Regions from separate parts of the Anas platyrhynchos genome. Here region 2 is linked to region 1. The links are chromatin contacts, called in public Hi-C maps. All regions are on one chromosome and are shown on one strand. The core of a region is the stretch at or near the end of the contact, and the rest is flanking DNA. Distances in the headings are between cores, read along the strand shown.

Evidence for each region. A called contact is a pair of places that touch in the nucleus more often than the background predicts.
Region 2: a Hi-C map of subcutaneous adipose tissue shows a contact between it and region 1, with 2.1 times the contacts expected there. The contact joins the enhancer-like site here to the promoter of FZD5 in region 1. A contact is called at or near these places in 2 of 8 Hi-C or Micro-C datasets (skeletal muscle and subcutaneous adipose tissue).

Annotation. Positions count from the first base shown.
Region 1 is chr7:27,677,451-27,681,773 of IASCAAS_PekinDuck_T2T, forward strand. It overlaps FZD5 (frizzled class receptor 5), which reads right to left and starts at 1,870. Exons shown (of 1, transcript XM_005031687.5): 1 at 1-1,870. The coding sequence starts at 1,728.
Region 2 is chr7:27,780,170-27,784,492 of IASCAAS_PekinDuck_T2T, forward strand. No RefSeq gene overlaps it. Among named protein-coding and RNA genes, the nearest start is that of PLEKHM3, 9.3 kb to the left of the region's middle. Within about 2 kb of position 2,477, at least 4 of the 8 cell types and tissues checked have an H3K27ac peak or open chromatin away from gene starts, as enhancers often do. A contact at or near this core is called in subcutaneous adipose tissue, where this site is marked.

The DNA of each region.
Region 1 (4,323 bases), core at 620-3,119:
CACATGGGACAGTGGGACCTGCTTGTGGTAGGAGGCCATGCTGGGCAGCACCGTCCTGCCTGCCAGCGCCGGGCTGGCCTCGCCATATGCGGCAGCACCCACAGGCTTCCTGGGCCGGCAGCAGCGGGCTGTGAAGCGCCTCCAAGACTCGAGCGTTTTGCCAGACCAGATCCAGACGCCAGAGGTGATGCCCACCACAAGGCACATGAAGTACTTGAGCATGAAGACAGCGTAGTCGGGCTTGGGACGGTGGGGGTCCCCTGGGCAGGAGCAGTTCTGTGCCCGCTCCCACGCCTCCCGGTTGTGCTGCTCGTAGATGTAGCAGGCGATGACGATGGTGGCAGGCACGGTGTAGAGCACAGTGAAGATGCCGATGCGGATCATCAGCTTCTCCAGCTTGTCGGTTTTGGTGCCACCCTGCTTGATCACGCTGCGGATGCGGAACAGCGAGACAAAGCCGGCCAGCAGGAAGAGGCTGCCAGTGAACAGATAAACCACCAGCGGCGCCAGCACGAAGCCCCGCAGGTTCTCCAGGCTCTGGTTGCCCACATAGCAAACCCCAGCCACTGGATCACCATCCACAGAGCTGAGTGCCAGCACAGCTATGGACTTGGCGCTGGGGATGAGCCAGGCAGCCAGGTGGAAGTACTGCGCGTAGCTAGCAATAGCCTCGTTGCCCCACTTCATGCCAGCAGCCAGGAACCAGGTGAGGGACAGGATGACCCACCAGATGGAGCTGGCCATGCCGAAGAAGTAGAGGAGAAGGAAGACCACAGTGCAGAGCGCAGGGCCCGTGGTCTCGTAGTGGATGTGGTGGTGCTCGGGGTTGCAAGCCACGTTGGCATGGCCTGCCACCAGCCGCACGATGTAGCCCACGGAGACAAAGAGGTAGCACGCAGAGAGGAAGATGATGGGGCGCTCAGGGTACTTGAAACGCTCCATGTCAATGAGGAAGGTGGCCACGGTGGTGGAGGTGGACAGGAAGCAGAGGATGGACCAGAGGCCAATCCAGAAGGTGGCGAAGGTCTTCTCGTCCTGGGTGAAGTAGGGCTGGTAGCAGGGCATGGCGCAGTTGGCCACCTGCCCGGTCCTTACACGGTTGTACAGCGGATGGGACTCCTTGGAGATGGGGATCAGTGGCGCTTTGCACTTGCAAGTCTGCCCGCACTCCGTCCCCGCAGGGCGCTGCCCACCGAGCGGCGTCAGGTTTTTGGCTGCGTCCTTGGCCGGGCGCGTGGGCTTCCCGAAGAAAGGCGGCAAGGTGGTGGCCTCCGTGTGGTTGTAGCCCATGCAGAGCACCTCGGTGTCCCCCAGCACTGGCAGGCTGTCGCAGCTCATCCTCTCGGGCCAGGCGAAGCCGTACTGCTGCATGATGGGCGAGCAGCCCGCCTTGGCCCGCTCGCAGACGGAGCGGCAGGGGGGCAGCGGCTTGGTGTAGTCAGGCAGGCAGATGGGGGTGTACATGCTGCAGAGGAAGAAGCGCAGGTCCGGGGAGCACTGGATCTCCACCAGCGGCCAGAACTGGTGCACCTCCAGCCCGGCCTCGTCCTGCGTGTCGTGGTTGAACTGGTTGGGCATGTAGGTGAGGTTGTAGCCGATGCCCTTGCACATCGGCACCGTGATCTCCTGGCACACCAGCGCCTTGGAAGCGGCGCGCCCCGCCGCCGGCAGCCCCAGCAGCAGCGGCAGCCCCAGCAGCAGCGGCGCCGGCAGAGCCCGGCCGCCCATCGCCGCCGCGCTCCCTACCGCCGCCGCATGCCCCGGGCGCCTGCCCCTGCCGCCGCCGCCGCGCCGAGAGCGGGGCCGGGAGCGGGGCCCCGCGGGACCGGGACCGGGACCGGCGCCGCCGCCGCCGCCGCCGCCACCTGCGCTCTGGGGCGGCCGGGAGCCCCCGCACCGCGCCGCGCCGCGGGCCCCGCCCCGGCCCCGCCCCGCCCCGCCCCGCCGGGCTCCCCGGGCCGCCCCCGGCCCCGCCGCCGCCGCCGCCGCCCCCGCCCCGCCGCGGCAGCGCCCCCCGGCGGGCCCCGGCCCCGCCGCCCCAGCGCAGCCCCGGGGCCGGGCGCGCTGCGGCTGCTGGCGGCACAGCGCCAGCCACGCTCCGAGGGGCTCGGGGGCTGCAGGCCGCGCACCGACACGCGCCGTGCCCACGCGTGCGTTTGGCGCTGTCCGCCTGGGAGCCGGACAGCTCGGTTTGTAAAACAGGCAGAAGCAAAGCTCGGCTGAGCCCCCTTGGCACTTGGCTGCACGCCGCAAGTTTTGGCAGCTCTGAAGCTGTGCGGCACAGTGCTACCAGTCACATGCCCTTCTGAACACAACTGCACATCCCTGTAGCAGGAGTCATAACTTTTAATTCTCCTCGACCATGAGTTTCTGTGAACTAGCAGCCCAGCAGAAAGCAATCACAGACAGTTTCATTACGGCTTTCAGTTGATTATCCAAATTACAGCTGAGAGCAGAGGGCAGCCTTTTTATTATCATCATTGCTGTACAATTAGAAAACGCTGATGAAGCTCTGCAAGAGCAGAAATTCTCAGTTTTGCCGGTATTTTTCATTTTTATAATCATTCCCTTGGGCAATATCTTGGTTTGATTTGACACACAATGAGTAACAGGTACGCAGGGGGGAAGGGAAAAGATAAGAAGGGGAAAATGGGGCAGCTCTTCATTTCAGCTAATCTATCAACCCTTGTAGCCTGGTTGAGGTTTTGCCTCGCCTCCAGATGTATCTAATTCTCAGAGCCTGGCTGTAAATAATGCTGCATTTGCTACACTGGGGACACATAAAATCCAATTAAGAGACAGGTAGACATCTGTTGGCTTGCTCTGTGCTTCTGTTTCCTTTTTGGTTTTATGAATATGTAGCAGAGCAACCAGAACAGGATTAAATATGGTGTAAGTGCAAGTACAGTTGATGGGCTTGTTATTCATCTCTACAGTACGGCGCGAGAGTACAGTGCAGTACGTGCATCCAGCACCATTAGTGACAGACGCTGCGCCTGCACGAAACCTACTGTGCCAAATCCTGGAGACAAAAGAAAAAGTATTTCTCACCCCTAAGACCTTTCTGCCATTGTTAATAAACTACAAATTATTAGGAAATTGCTTTACCTTTAATCCCTGTGCAGAGGCGTTCATGAAGCTCCACCACGTCAGACAGGTCTGCTCAGATGCCTGGCCTGGCCCTGCTCATGGCTCCAGCCCGAAGGGCAGGGGCAGGGGCTGGCAGCGCGTGTCCTCACGGACGCCCCTTCCACTCATCGTTGCATTTCCAGCTGAGATGAAGTGGTTTCTGGTAGAAACAGAGCGAAAGAAGATGGTAAGTATTTCTGCTTTTGGTTCTTTCTCTGCTTTATTATCAGCATTCACTGTTTACCGCTACCAACTACTTTTGTGAAGGATACCGTGACTTTTAAAACACTTCAGGGAAAGGCTGAGCAAGCTTCCTTGGCAAAGGCCAGCTGTTGCTCTTGCCCTTGTTGGAGAACCCAGCAGACATCTGCAAAAAGCCTTTCAGCCCAGGCTGTGGGCAGGGACAAAGCTGGGAGCAGCGACCTTGCCGTACCCAAGCCGGGCTGGAAGCACAGCCCTGCCGCAGGACCTGTGAGCCGACCCTGGCCCTCAACCCCTCTTGCTTGGCGCAGCAAATCCCGGTTTTGCCTGCGCTGCTGCCAAGTCCCAGGCTGCCAGGAGGGAGGTGACTCGGGGCTCCTGGTGCCGGCGGGCAGCCTGTCACTCACCCCAGCTGGAGGCCGTGCTAGCTCAGGCGCTGCTCAAATTAGCAGTGACCCCTGATAACCACGGCTTAGCAAGGGCTGTGGCGGCTTCCAGCCCTTTGCGTTCCCACCTGAGACACGAGGCCTTGGGCTGCCAGCACTGCAAGCCCTGGCACCAAGACTGACCTGCCAGCCCCAAACCCAGAGCGGGGGCCCTATAAGGGACCATGGTCCCTGCCTGCTGGAGGGACCTGGCAGGCAGAGGCACAGGGTGATGCTCTGAGAGCGGGCAGGGCAGGCGGAGAATTGCTGCCAGCACGTGCAGCAGGACCCTGGCACCCGAATCCTACCCAAGTGCAGCAGCAGCGGGGGGGCAGCATTTTCTCATGAGCTCAAATGATTTGAAAGCTGTCGGCTGGGGACAGGAATTCACATTTAAATCACTTGAATGCTTTTCACCATGAGAGCCTTGCTAAACTTGAAAACCCTAACCTGCATCACTACTGTTTGTTTTTATATCTACCTGCACGATTACACATTGTAAAATACTGTGAGAAAACAAACCCATGCCAAATTGGAGTCATATTCAAGAAGCTACATGGCACTGGAC
Region 2 (4,323 bases), core at 1,227-3,726, 100 kb after region 1:
TATTTAAAAAAGATCAGAAATGAAGACATTTTCTGTTTGTCCCCATGAGTTCTCAACAGAAATGAAAGGCACATTTCGCTACTCATTTACAGACTGCTGGAAATCAGGCTGCTGAGCTTTCAGCTGTTGTGTTCTGCCTGACATGCTTCCCCTGATGCCCAGAGGTGGCTGCATTTAAGTAATGAAGGATGTATATAAGGGGGGGCTGCCACATAAAGACATTTATCTCAAAAGTAGGACTCATGGACTATAAGCAGCTTTGGGACTTTTCTAGACGAAGCACTAGCTGGTATAAATAGTAATGCAATAACTGAATCTGTTGCCATCTATGCCAGCCTACACAATTAATTTTTAGTTACCTCTGCAGTGTAGTTCTTTTGAGGCACACCAAGCAGGAAGCTATAATCAGCCTCCAATTGTGCCAGCACAGCCCAGTGCACCCGCATAACTGGGAATAGCAGCTGCCATTGCACCAGAGGCCAAGAAGGCAAGAAACAAGACCTCCCACAAGAACACGGGAGACATTTCTTCTCTGGGATTACAGCAATGCCAAAAGAAAATACAGACTTGAATTTCACATTTGTTCATCACGTGGCTTTCTGAGTAACCCTGATCTGCAACCAACTCCTCTTGCTCACCATGGTACCCAAAGAGCTTGGCTGGGACACTGCAAGCCTTTCCACAGTGAGACCCCGGATTCCCCATAACTATCAGTGGCTGAATGCTGACATTGATGGAACTACACGTTTAATAACAAACTCATCTTGAACCTCAAACTAAGCCCTCTTCTTGTCTTCCAAACAGCCAGGGCCACAGTGGTTTGGCACATTCATTATAAGGGAAAAGGGGCAGGGGAAGGAAAGGAAGCAATGATCCAAATAATGCTAAATTCAGCAGACTACCACAGCAACCCAAACCCTCAGGTCCTGGCAGCCCTGCCACAACTGCTAACCCCTGCAGGCTGGTTCAGCTACACAAGCTGCTATAGAGTCATTTGACTCCTCCAGCACAAACATTTGGTGTTTTCTAAACTGGTTATTACAAACGATCTTTGCAGAAGCCCAGTAGAAACCTCAGAACATCTGATTAAATTGAAATATGAACAATGCAACAGAACTGCAGTCTGATATGGTTCTGCAGGTATGATGCACCTAGCTGCCGTAGACTGATTAGATTCTTCATTCCACTACACAGTGCTATGTTTCACATTTTAGATTTCTGATTAGTGGAGGCCTTGTTAGTGTTAGGTCAGAGGTTGGACTCGATGATCTTGAGGTCTCTTCCAACCTAGACAATTCTGTGATTTTTTCGTCTTAAATTTAATCCTTTAATTTTGTTTTCCATATAGGATGTACAAACTATGAAAGCAGTAAGAGGGCAACTCCTGTTGCTTGAAGTGTATGGGTATCTGTCCTACCAAGATTCAGATGCTCTCGTATTCTTACACACAGTGACTTGTAGTCACTCAGCGGGATGACGCAGTGCCTAAAATTAGACTTGTCCGTAAATCCTCATAGGATCAGAGCTTTAAGTACATATTTACAGAGCAGAAAACAGATCAGGCACAAGCCATGATTCCTTGTGCTAACCTAATCTCGACTTTCTTCCCTTCCCTGGCAATGCCACTAACCCCAGTGTTCACATTGCTCCTCCAGCTGTCATGCACACCCATGCAGCCGATACTCTCCTGTCGGGCCTCTTTCACTCCAGCAGGTTTAATGCCACTGGCTTTGCTTGCCTGCTTGCTCCATAAGAGACACAATTTCGCTGCAGTGCAAAGCCACTACAGCATTATGTCACTGTGCTATTAAAACAGGGAGCGATGCCTTTGCGCTGTGCACACGCACACACACCCTGGATGTGCCTGCACCGACTGGGAGCGGCCCAAATTCCCGCGGAGAGCTGCGGAAAGGTGCGAGGCCGGGGCCTGCCCCGCAGGCGGGGCCGGAGCCTAGCGCCGAGCCGGCCACGCTCGGGCCTCGCCCCGCTGCGGGCGGCCCGGGGGGAGCCCGACCCGGCGGGACGTGGAGGCGGTCCCGAAGGGCTCGCCCAGCGTTCGAGCCCCGCGGCGCGCCCGGCCGCCCGGGAGGGTTTACCTGGCCGCCCGTGCTCCGAGGAAGGGGCTCCGCGCTCCCCGCTCCGAGCCCCCGGCCCGAGCCCAGCCCAGCCGGCGGCGCGCAGGCACGGCCCGGCCCGGCCCGGCCCCTCCTCGGCGGGGCCGCGTCCTGCCGCAAAGCCGGCCCGGCCGCCGCGGGAAACGGCGCCGCGGCACCAAGGTTCCCCCCGCCGGGGGCCGCCCGCGTCCCCCCCCCCGCCGGGAGAGGCGGCCCGGGGCCGGGACTCCCGGGCAAGGAGCCCCAGGCCGGCCCGGGCGCCGGGCGCCGAGGGCGCGGAGGCTTACCCGGGAGGGAGGGAGGTGGAATCGGTGTCGCCACAGGGCAGCAACAAGATCCCCGGTGCAGCCTGTTACCAAGGAAAACCAAAAGTTGCCCGACAGTTGCAAGTTGTTTATTCCATTGGAAAGTAGCGTTGGACCCCACCCTAAGGTAGGGGTTGTGCAAAAATAACCTCCAGGCCAGGCACACCTAGGTGTTGGTTAGGGACGTACCGCAGTCTGGAAGCCCAGCGCACCCCGAGCCACCCTGTGCAGCACCCAGGGAGCTGGTGCTGGGCTGAACCAGGCTGGATCAGTGCTCAGACAATGCTGCACTAAAGGGCCACGCTGAAGCGAGTCCATAACGGGGACTCGCAGTCATCCATAAAAGAAACGTGTTTGGTTATCTTCCATAAGCAGTTTTTCTTCTCTTCATCACATACCAACAATTTCGCATATACTACAGAATGTAACCAGGTTGCGTTCGTGTGCATTACCTGATTTCAGTGACAGCAAGGATGAATGAGCACCCATGGTGCACAAAGGTACCTGTTTGTCTGCCTGAAAATTAGGTAATCCTGGCCTTTCCAAACAATCTGTCAGTACAGCACCACGCATTTCAAGTTCAGCTCATAAAGATGAATGGCCTGTTCACTGAGCAACAGGCAAAGAGTTTTCTTTTTATTCTAAGTAAATTTTATTCACCACAATCCCTCTGGTGCAACATCATCACATACTTCCTCACTATTTATTTCCAACCACCCTTTTCTCACATGGTGCTGAGACATTTCTCTCTCAAGCTCCTCTGAACAAGAGCAGCCCGCTGGGTCTCCCAGGCCTACCAAGGCTTCAGAACTTCACCTCTCCGCCAGCCATGGACCCCCAGCTCCTGTTCTGGGTCCTGCAGACACCATGGGACATGCAGGCATCGCATCTGTGGGGACATCAATGCTGGGAGAGGGAACAGGCAAGCGGTATGCCCTGTGCTCAGCAGGTATGAAACCCATCTTCTCCTGGTTCTGATTGTAATGCAGTGTTGAAGAAAAATTGCTTTTGTTTAACAATATGCACATACTTAGGTAATTTTCTGGCAAGTGTCCCCTATCTCATCTTCCACCCACAATGGAAAAGTGACTTGATTGCAGGAGAGCATTGGACTTCTTGCAACAGCTGTAGGAGATCTGCTCAGGGATATGGCACAGATGTCACTTCTTTTTAGGGGAGGGAGAGGACGTTGAAGAAGGAAACAATTGGAAGACAGCAGAGAAGCCTCACTCAAGAATCATCATCCTTCTGCTCAAAAACAGACCGCCAGAGATGCTTGGCAGCCGTAGACCTGGAAGGACAGCAGCCATGTGCCATGAACCCAGCACAGCTTCAGCTGTCTCAGCCCCAGGTCCTCAGCATTCAATGCACTCAGCCGTGGTTCCTGCCTCCCTCTTTCCCACAGCCAAAGTATGTCCCACAGGGGCTCCTTGGGACCCAGTCTGACAAATATGTCCAGTCACTCAGGCTTGCACCAGGCATCATCTGCTGTGCAGCTGATGGGAAATGCGCCTCCTCCCAGTGCTCCGTGCCTTGGTAGATGTTTCCCGGGGGCTGGCCAGCACCACGGCACCTGCATCATCCCAGAATGGCCCCGTGCTCTGTGGAGGCTTGTAAAAAACACCATGTGTTCGCCCCAGGACAAAAGAGGCACACTTTTCAGCTCCCTGAAGAGTGCTTTTCCCAGCTCTGGATATTCCTAACTGTGCTCTCATCTGCTGGAAACCCTTTGCAAAAGGGCTGAGATGGATAGCACTTTCCCTTTTCTGTGCAAAATGCAGTTAGGATGCAACTTTCTTATGCTAGGTGTAGGGAACAGTTTGGTTTCAAGTTTTTACTTCTCTTTTGTGAGAAGCACTTTTACGAACAATGGTCATCGTTTTATTGACGGAAGGGATTCCATC